2 separate regions of the Xenopus laevis genome follow, and region 2 is linked to region 1. The links are chromatin contacts, called in public Hi-C maps. All regions are on one chromosome and are shown on one strand. Each heading gives the region's core, a stretch centred on a gene start, on an enhancer-like site or on the middle of the called end of the contact. The rest is flanking DNA. Distances are from core to core; before and after follow the strand shown. Region 1 has its middle 29 kb from the start of anxa5.S. Region 2 holds the start of rpl34.S (ribosomal protein L34 S homeolog).

Region 1 (5,211 bases), core at 1,485-3,984:
AATGTTCAACATAATAAACATTATATGTCTGTTCTTTTAAGGGGTTTTCACATTTCAGATAGTTTTTTAACGACTTTTTCCAATTACTTTCTATTTTCTATGTGTCACCGTTTTTATAATATTGAAGTGTAAAGTGTCATTTTTCACCTTCTGAAGCAGCTCTGGAAGGGGGGGTCGCTGACCCTGTAAACTGTTCTAAATGGATACATTTAGTTGATACATTTCTTATCGTTGTCCCTGCTGAGCAGAATCTCTGGGTTTCATTACAGGCAGCTGTTAGAATTGATACAATAGTTGCTAATACTCCAGAGATGCTGCTGAGAAATGTATCAACTAAATGTTGCAAAATTGTAACAGTTCAAAGTTCCACCGAATTCAAATCGTATGAATCAAATTAATAGCGCATTCGATCAAATTCGATTCAAAGTTTTTCCCAAAAAAGACCTTTGATTTTTCAAAGTCCACGAATTGACTCCAAATAGGTTCTAAGTGGTCCCCCATAGGCTAAAACAACAGTTTGCCAGCTTTTAGATGGCAAATAGTCTAAGTCGAATTTTTAAAGAGCCAGTAGAGAGCAGATTTATCAAAGGTCGAGGTGAATTTTCGAATTGAAAAAATTCGAATTATTTTTTTTGTGTACTTCGACTAGGGAATAGTCCAAAATTCGATTCGAATTTATAATGTACTGTCTCTTTAAAAATTTGACTTCGACCATTTGCCATCTAAAACCTGCTGAATTGCTGTTTTAGCCTATGGGGGCCTCTTAAGAACCTATTTGAATGCGCTATTACTTTGATTCGAATTCGGCTGAATATGGACCTATTCAATCGAAAATGGACCTATTAGACCAAAATAAACCTCTGACTTAATTTCGGTTGGTCTTTTTGAATTTGATTTTCGAAGTTTTTTCAATTCAAAATTCGACCCTTGATAAATATGCCACTGCATGATAAATTTCGATATTCAAATTTTCGCATTTTTTTTCAAATTCGAATCGAATTTGGACTATTCCCTATTAGAATTTTTTGAATTTGAAAATTCACCTCGACCTTTGATAGATCTGCCCCTAACTGTAACAGGAAGAAGTGTGGAAGCAAAAGACAGAACTCAGTCTGATTTGTTCTTTTACTACTTTATTTAATCTGAATGGTTAGTGGCAGATCAGAAGATTAGACGTCCGATCGTTCATCAGATACAAGGGTAAGATCTGCTGAGCTTATCTGAGCGTTTGTCTTTTAGATGAGGTCAGTGACCCTCATTTGAAAGCTGGAAAGAGTTATAAAAAAAATAAGGCAAATAATTGAAAAAGCATATATATATATATATATATATATATATATATATATATATATATATATATATATATATATAAAGCAAGGCCAATTGAAAGGTTGCTTAGAATTGGCCATTCTATAACATACCAAAAGTTATCTTAAAGGTGAACCACCCCTTTAGATTTTCTGACACTAAAGCTAAACTGTGCCCTTCCAGCAGTTCATTAGTAATAAGACTAGTGCCCATGTTATAAAACTCGACCCCTAGAGTTGCCAAGCAGATGGTTCTGTTTATCCTAAAGTGCCTGGAACAGGAGGCCTCCAAATGAAAAGCGGATTTGTGCTAATCATTAAAAACCCATTAACTCACCCTCTCGTTAAATACAGCCAGCCTGCCAAGTCTCCAATGGTGAATAACGTTTTCTCTTTGATGCACCATATTATTAATGGGGTCTTTTTTTAAAAAAAAGGTAAAACCTTCTATTGGAATTATCTGGATAGTTGTTAAGGCCTTATACTAAAAAAAAACAAAAAAAAAACAGGGACTGTTTATTATTTTTTCTACAAGAACTGGGCCGTGTGTCAGCCCTCTACTGGCTTGTTCTGATCACAGTTTGTTCTGATCACATTCAGCCTAAGCAAATACAGAGGGAAGTCTCATGTTCAGATATGAGACCTGTTATCCAGAATTCTCAGGACCTGGGGTCTTCTGGATAAGGGATCTTTCTGTAATTTAGGGCAGAGACACACGGTCAGATACAGGGAGATTTGTCCCGGCGACAAATCTCCTCTTCTTCGGGCGACATTTCCCCAAACTGCCTCCCGCTGACTAGGATGTTAATCGCTGGTGGGATGGCGCTCAGAGTGCTTTGTTTTTCTGAACTTGCCCGAAATTGCCTTACGAGGAAACTTCTGGGGACTTCGGAAAACAAACCGCTGCCACCCCGTCGGCAATTTACATTCTAGCTGTCGGGAAGGCAGTTTTTGGGAGATTAGTCTCCCCGAAGAAGAGGAAATTTGTAGCCGGGCGACTAATCTCCCTGAATCTGACCGTGTGTCTCTGCCTTTAGATCTCCATAATTTATACATACTTTTTATATTGTTAATTAAATGAATAGGCAATCCATATGTTCGACACAAGTCCTACTTGAAATCTTAATAAAGTTGATAAAAGTGTATATAACGTCCCTTTAAAGGTACTGTACATAAAATTGGGCAGTTGCTTCCCACAGTGTAGAATGGTTGTGAGTTGGAAGGTTCCACTGTGGTGCAACGCTTGCTAGTATATACACACACACACACACAACTTTTCTCATGGGGAGGCAAGAACTATAATAAACTGAAAACTGTTTATTCGGTTCAGTACCTTGTGCTGCTGCTCTATATTTAGCATTATCAAAATGTTTGGCCATGGAGTATCCTATCTATTCATTTCCAAGAGAAAAAGATCCGAGCAAAGCAATTTCCAGACAGAGTTCCCTGCTATTTTTGTATCAGTGCTATTGCAGGGTTGTGGCTCCAGAGACAGACAACAGTGATGTGTTGCTACTTCCTATGTGTTATTCATGGCTTTGTGTAAATACTGTGGGCAAATGTTTGATGGGATCTGGCTGTTGTACAGTGGGTAAATGTTTGTTTCCTGAATAAAGTCACCTAAAAGACCCACCAAAGCAAAACTTATACATTGAAAATTCTGCCATGTCAGCCCATCGTTACACAAATATTAACATTTACATTATCTCCTGAACAACCGAACAGCAAAAAGAAATGAAGTCACGAACAACCAAAGTCCTGAAGAGGCGAAAAGACCCAAAGTCACGAAAGGAGGCGAAGTTGAAGTCCTGAAGCCACAAGTTCAATTCTACTGAACACCAATGTGAGTTTTTATTTTTTTTTAATCCCCTGGCCACCAATGTATTATTATAATACTCTATAGGCCCCTACCACCAATGTTTTTTCTTTTAAACAAATATTCTCTGGGTCCCCATTTTTTTTTTTAACTTGTAAGGGGGCCCTGGCGCCAATGTTTTTTTAAAAAAAATATTCTCTGGGGCCCCAATTTTTTTTTCAAATTTAAAAAAAAAAAAAGCTTTTATGGGGGGCCCTGATGCAAATGGGCTTTTTTTTAATTTATAGGGGGGCCCTGGTCACCAATTATTTTTTTTTAACTTGTAGGGGGCCCCTGACACCAATATTTTTTAAAAAAAACAACTTTTATGGGGGGGGGCCTGGCACCACAGTTTTTTTTAACTTACAAGGGGGCCCTGACCATCAATAGCTTTTTATAACTTGTGTGTGTAGGGGGGTTACTTTTTTTTAGCGCTTATGTCTGTGTGGTCTTTTAACTGTGGTGTGGAGTGGGCGGAATCTGGGGTGGGCCCAGGGGGCCCCGAAAATGTTGTTGTTCGGTCCCCTGTGATTTCTAATAGCGGCCCTGCTCCTGTCCATCACAATACAGCAGAGTGTAGCACTATTTTCAGCCTCAGTCAGGTATGCTCACCAATGCTAATATTACTACACAGAGACGATGAAAACATAATTATGCCTCTTTATAGGTCCCTGGTGAGGCCTCATCTGGAGTATGCAGTTCAGTTTTGGACTCCAGTCCTTAAAGGAAAACTATACCCCCAAAATGAATACTTAAGCAACAGATAGTTTATATCAAATTGAATGACATATTAAAGAATCTTACCAAACTGGAATATATATTTGCATAAATATTGCCCTTTTACATCTCTTGCCTTGAACCACCATTTCGTGACTCTATCTGTGCTGCCTCAGAGATCACCTGACCAGAAATACTACAACACTAACTGTAACAGGAAGAAGTGAGGAAGCAAAAGGCAGAACTCTGTCTGTTAATTGGCTCATGTGACCTTGCATGTGGTTTGTATGTGTACACAGTGAATCTTACGATCTCAGGGGGCGGCCCTTATTTTTTAAAATGGCAATTTTCTATTTATGATTACCCAATGGCACATACTACTAAAAAAGTATATTATTATGATAATGGTTCATTTACATGAAGCAGGGTTTTACACATGATCTGTTTTACTCAGTATCTTTTAATAGAGACCTACATTGTTTGGGGGGTATAGTTTTCCTTTAAGAGGGATATAAATGAGCTGGAGAGAGTGCAGAGATGTGCAACTAAACTGGTTAGTGGGATGGAAGACTTAAATTATGAGGGTAGACTGTCAAGGTTGGGGTTGTTTTCTCTGGAAAAAAGGAGCTTGCGAGGGGACATGATTACACTTTACAAGTACATTAGAGGACATTATAGACAAATAGCAGGGGACCTTTTTACCCATAAAGTGGATCACCGTACCAGAGGCCACCCCTTTAGACTAGAAGAAAAGAACTTTCATTTGAAGCAACGTAGGGGGTTCTTCACAGTCAGGACAGTGAGGTTGTGGAATGCACTGCCGGGTGATGTTGTGATGGCTGATTCAGTTAATGCCTTTTAAGGAAAGGCAAAAAACATCACCTATCTACCTCTAATGTACTCCTCAATATCTCCTAAATCGCTAAAGTTTTAACTCACCCAGGCCAATCCTATCGTTTGAAATCCGTCTTGTTGTTCTGGTCGCATTTGTGATAACACAGGCGCCATGTTTGTAAAGTACAGGAAGCTTCCCTCTGCCTCATTCTCCTTGTTGCGCATGTGTGGGAAAAAAAAGCCTTGACCCCAGGAGCGAATATTTTCCCAGAGCTGCGCACCACAAGCTTTTTATTATATATATTGTCCCCTCACTGCGCACCAAAAATCATTGCTTGCTGTCCCCAGTATACTGCAATAATTTATGCCTCTGCGTCTACTTAGTACTGAGACGCTAATGATCTGATGGGCTGGGGGGCGTGGTGTTTGGGGTCAATGACACACGCATAGCCGAATTTGCATGCGCTTCATCAACATAGGGAAAAAGCAGAGCCCTAA
Region 2 (5,211 bases), core at 1,983-4,482, 220 kb before region 1:
TTTTAACCTGTGGGAAAAATACAGATGTAAAGAGAGATGGGGAGTAACACAAGCATGAAAAATGTTCCTGGATGTTGCAAAATAAGAGCAGTGATTGGCTATTTGGTACCGCATATGTGGATTAACAGCCTACAGGAGGATGTGTTTGGCAGTACACCTGGTTTATATACAACCAAAACTTGCTTCCAAACCAGGAATTAAAAAATAAGCACCTGTTTGAGGCCACTGGGAACAACATCCATGGGGTTGGTGAGCAACATGTTGCTCCTGAGCCACTGGTTGGGGATCACTGATGTAGATTAACACATTTAAGGAACAGTAACACCAAAAAATTAAGTGTTTTAAAGGAATGACAATACAATGTATGGTTACCCTGTAAAATGTGTGTGTTTGCTTCAGAAACACAGCTATAGTTTATATAAACAAGTTGCTGTGTAGCCAAGGGGCAGCCATTCAAGCACAGGACACACAGATAAGTTCTGAAGAATCCAGTTGTATACTACAGAGTTTATCTGCTGTGTATCTTGTGCCCTATCTCCTTTTTCAGCTTTGAATGGCTGCCCCCATGACTACACAGCAGCATGTTTATATAAACCAGTGATCCCCAACCAGTAGCTCGTGAGCAACATGTTGCTCTCCAACCCCTTGGATGTTGCTCCCAGTGGCCTCAAAGCAGGAGCTTATTTTTGAATTCCAGGCTTGGAGGCAAGATTTGGTTGTATAAAAAACAGATGTACTGCCAACCAGAGCCCCAATGTAGGTTGACAAACCACATAGGGGCTACCAAATGGCCAATCACAGCCCTTATATGGCACCCCAAGAACATTTTTCATGCTTATGTTGCTCCCCAACTCCTTTTATTTCTGAATGTTGCTCACAGGCTCAAAAGGTTGGGGATCCCTGATATAAACTATAGTAGGGTTTCTGAAGCAAATTCACCAGTTGTATCAGTACATTACTTTAAAACACATTTTTTTGGCGTTACTGTTCCTTAAATAATCAGTGCGCCAAGAGAACATTTTAAGGGGCTAGTGCCTTATCAATATGACTTACTATAATTGGTTGAACCAAATTACTGCCTTATTACAAGGTTTGTTACCTGTTCCTGGAAGATTTCTAGCAAGAGTGACCAAAGTGGTTTTTCAGTATTTGCATTGCACTCTATTTAAATGTTTTTTATGTTTCTATCAGTGATGTGTGGGTCAAACCGATACCCGCAGGTCGGGCCAACCATGGCCATTGAGGTTTTCTCTACCCCCACATTACTAAAATATGTTGGTGTTTTGTCATCAACATACATTTATACAGTCATGCAGCATTATCCCCAGAATACTTGTCCAGTAATGTCTATGAAGACACTGCCACTTTACCTCCAAAACAGTTACCCGTGTCTTGGGAAAATACATCTTAAAGGAACAGTTCAGTGTAACAATAAAAACTGGGTAAACAGATAGGCTGTGCAAAATAAAAAAAATGTTTCTAATATAGTTAGTCATAAATGTAATGTATAAAGTCTGGAGTGACTGGATGTCTAACAGAACAGAACACTGGGGCCCTCCGACGGGCTTCCCTGATCGATATCTAACCGAAAGTCAGCCAGATGTAAAATCGGGCAGGATAAAAAAAAAAACCCGCCAGATCACGGCCGCATCTGTTCGTTTATGCGGTCCTCGCGATCTGACCGCCCGTATTGTCTCCATTCTGATCGGATGGTTGGGCCACCTCAATATGGGCATATCTTGGAGAGATCCACTCGATTATTGACATCGCCAAACGAGTGGATCTCCCTGTGTATGGCCACCTTTAGTCAGCGACTTGAAGGGGGGCCCATAACTGTTCAGTGAGTTGCAACTGATCCTTAGCATGCAGCTCAGATTCAAAAGCAACAGATATGACCCATGTGCCCCCCCTCAAGTCTCTGATTGGTTACTGCCTGGTAACCAATCAGTGGAAACCAAGAGAGATGCAAAGCAGGAAGTAGTGTTCTGTTATGTTAGACATCCAGTCACTCCAGCCTTTATACATTACATTTTTGCTTAGCTATATTAGAAACATTTTTTATTTTGCACAGCCCATTTGCACTTTTTTTTTTTTACGCTGAACAATTCCTTTAAATGTGGAGCAGACCAGTTACATTCTAGTGACAGCTCTGTATATAAACATATGAGGAACAATTCCAACCGTATAGGAATCTTTCCTTTGTTTTCTAGGGCTCACATTTCTACATTATCCATCATCACCATACCCCCACGTGCACAAGTCTAGATATCCAACGCTTATCCTATTGGACATGCACGGCAATAAAGCCATCAGGACACTTTGCATTCTGTCAACTTAAATGGTTCTCTAAAAATACAAGATTCTTTCATTTCACCTGTCACTGGCAGCACAGGATTTCTTCTCAGGAACAAAAAGTTAGAAAGTAAAGGCATATAGGGGGAAATTAGTGTCTGCATTGGGGAATACTGTTACATAGCTGCTTCTGTTCAGATCCCCAATGAGACGGCACCAGTTCACTGCTATTATTGGGTCAACTTAATAAACATTCCCTTGGAATATGTCACATGAAGCTGCTGGGATGCCCACACACATCTATAAACTGAATACAAAGCAGGGAAACTAACACACACATCTATAGACTGAATACAGAGCAGGGAAACTAACACACACATGTATAGACTGAATACAGAGCAGGGAAACTAACACACACATCTATAGACTGATTACAGAGCAGGGAAACTAATAGCATTAAACACAGACTTTGCTGCTGCCACTAGACTAGAGGCAATGAAAACAAGAGCCTTCACGTTACAATAGAAAGCGAAGACAACGAGGAAAAAGCTAAAGAGACAGAGAAACACCATGCTTCAGTCACAGCTTATCTAGGTGCCTCTGCTACACATCGCACTCAAGTCTGCGGCTACTCGCACGTTTCAAGCTGCGATTCATGTTTTGTCCCACGTGCTCAAGGAAGCAGTGCCCGGAAAACTGCAGCTAAAGTAGGCCTTAGAAAACCTGCAGCTCCCATCCCAGGCTCGCCCCGTTATGGACTCAATTTGCGGACAATATAATCCTAAAATAACTGGGCTCACGCCACACGTAGAAAACGAGACATTAACAGGCGGAACGAGGAACACACCGACAAGGATGGAGACGGATAGTAAACTCAGAGAGCAGCTGCAATTGAAGCAAAGACGGCCATACCTGGAACCGCCGTCACCGGAAGAGAAAGGAAGGAGAAGCGGAAGAAGCGTATAGGAAGAACATCGAGTCACGCCCACTTGTCTCTGTAGGGAAATCGTAGTTGTGCGGGAGTTTATGATGAACTATCGGTGCTGGCTGCTAAATATACAGATAGTTCTTATTCATGGAACGTTACTATTACTAATACAGTGTGCGTGGTTGAAAGGGCGGCCGGTTCCTCGCTATTTGGGCAACTCCAGGGTTTCCGGGTCTGTAAACCAGCCAAAGTCGGCTCCAAAAGTAGCCAAGAAGCACTTCAAAAGTAGCACAAAAACAACACAATATGGGGAGTGAGAAAAATTCTAAAGAAATTAATGAATTTATGTGAAAATACACCTTTTTGAATTTTTCACTTTGACAAATGTTCCCAAGAAGCAGAATGGGAGAGATTCACCCGTCACCAGGGATGTAACTACAGAGGGGGAGGTATAGGGGTCCCATAAGGCTCTAATACATATACAATTTCAGTAAATATTGGTAAAAAAAGGAGGAAAGTCACTGCAGAGAGGGATGGGAGATGGGGGTACAGAGCCCAAAATCTGGTAAGTCAGTCTCATTGCATGCTGGGTATTGTAGTTCTACATTAAACTTAGCAGTTGGCAAATTGTTGAACAAAAACTACATTACCCAACATGCATTGGGAGATACACGCTTGGCATTTTAGGGCAAGAAAAAAACTTTGGCAGGTTTCCAAAGTACAAACCAACCAAAGGCCCAAAAAGTAGCCCAATTGGCTGGAAACCTGGCAACCCTGGTGAACTCAATTCTTGTCACGTGGTTATTTTTTTTGTCACCGGGTCCGTACGCTTTATATTTACGGTACTCTTAGTAGAGCTGCTCTATGGTCATGTTTAGTCCTGGGGGCTGGGGTTCAAAATAGTCCCTGGCAAGTCAAGTACACAGAGACCCTAACAGCTCCCACCAGCCCAATAAATTTTCACTGTCTATCTTGTGTCTCCATTATACTACAAATTAACAGTCTCCAAACTAATTTGCATATATTACTGCTTTTGCAGCACCTGCCCTATAAGTGTGCACTTTAAAACTAAATTCACAAAACACTCTCAAAAGTAAAGAAACTAAAATTGATTTACCTGGTATATAGCTTTCATGTTCCATCAATCTCTGCTATTTCTGCAGAAATGTATTAACCAATGCCAGGTCTCATAACCCATACATCTGTTGGCTTACTACATTTTTTGGGTTTTTGTAATACAAAGGTATAATCATACAAAAAGACTTGGCTACAGAACACTATATTAATGATGTAAATACACACTATAGTATGTTAGAGACCTCTAGTGACCAAAGAGAGGTAAAACATTATACTCAAAGAAGTTTCTCTATATTCATGCTCTTTAAAACATTTTTAATGGAGCCTAACACATTTCATGCTTATCCAGCGCTTAGGCAATCCATATGGGGATATTGTAATTTTAATATAATTTTTTTTTAAAGAGTATAGATATAGAGAAAATTCTTTGAGTTTAATGTAATAAAAAGGCACTACGTTTGCCCAGGGGCACTAACTAGTGATGTGGACCCCCTCAACCCGCTCTGGCACATGGAAAGGTAAGCTCAGAGAGGCCAGAGACCTCAAAAGTCCCATATCAACCAATCAGCAGGTAGAATTTACCAGTCACTTGTTTAATGCAAGCATCTTGTTGGTTCACAATACTGGAGTGCTCTACCTGTGAGGTTTCCACTTGTTGGAAGTGGTGGGTGCTCAACCAGAAATCCCCTTCCTTGCACAGGGACAAAAGTCAGTATAGACAAAATCCAGAAGCAGACCAAAAATAGTTGCTGCATGAAAATAGGTGATTTATTTAGCCCATAAGCATTTCACAAACAAGGCAACGTTTCCGACCCCCTTTATCAAGCATCTTATTGGTTGTCATAGGTTACTGCTCCTAGGCATATTTAGTGCCTTAAATTACTTATGGGGGGTTACAGTCTTCATATCATGCT

Evidence for each region. A called contact is a pair of places that touch in the nucleus more often than the background predicts.
Region 2: a Hi-C map of the XTC cell line shows a contact between it and region 1, with 3 times the contacts expected there. The contact joins the promoter of rpl34.S here to the enhancer-like site in region 1. A contact is called at or near these places in 2 of 4 Hi-C or Micro-C datasets (the XL177 cell line and the XTC cell line).

What each region holds. Positions count from the first base shown.
Region 1 is chr1S:55,336,589-55,341,799 of Xenopus_laevis_v10.1, reverse strand. No RefSeq gene overlaps it. Among protein-coding and RNA genes, the nearest start is that of anxa5.S, 29 kb to the right of the region's middle. Within about 2 kb of position 2,734, at least 1 of the 7 cell types and tissues checked has an H3K27ac peak or open chromatin away from gene starts, as enhancers often do.
Region 2 is chr1S:55,553,100-55,558,310 of Xenopus_laevis_v10.1, reverse strand. It overlaps rpl34.S (ribosomal protein L34 S homeolog), which reads right to left and starts at 3,232. Exons shown (of 5, transcript NM_001093842.2): 1 at 3,205-3,232.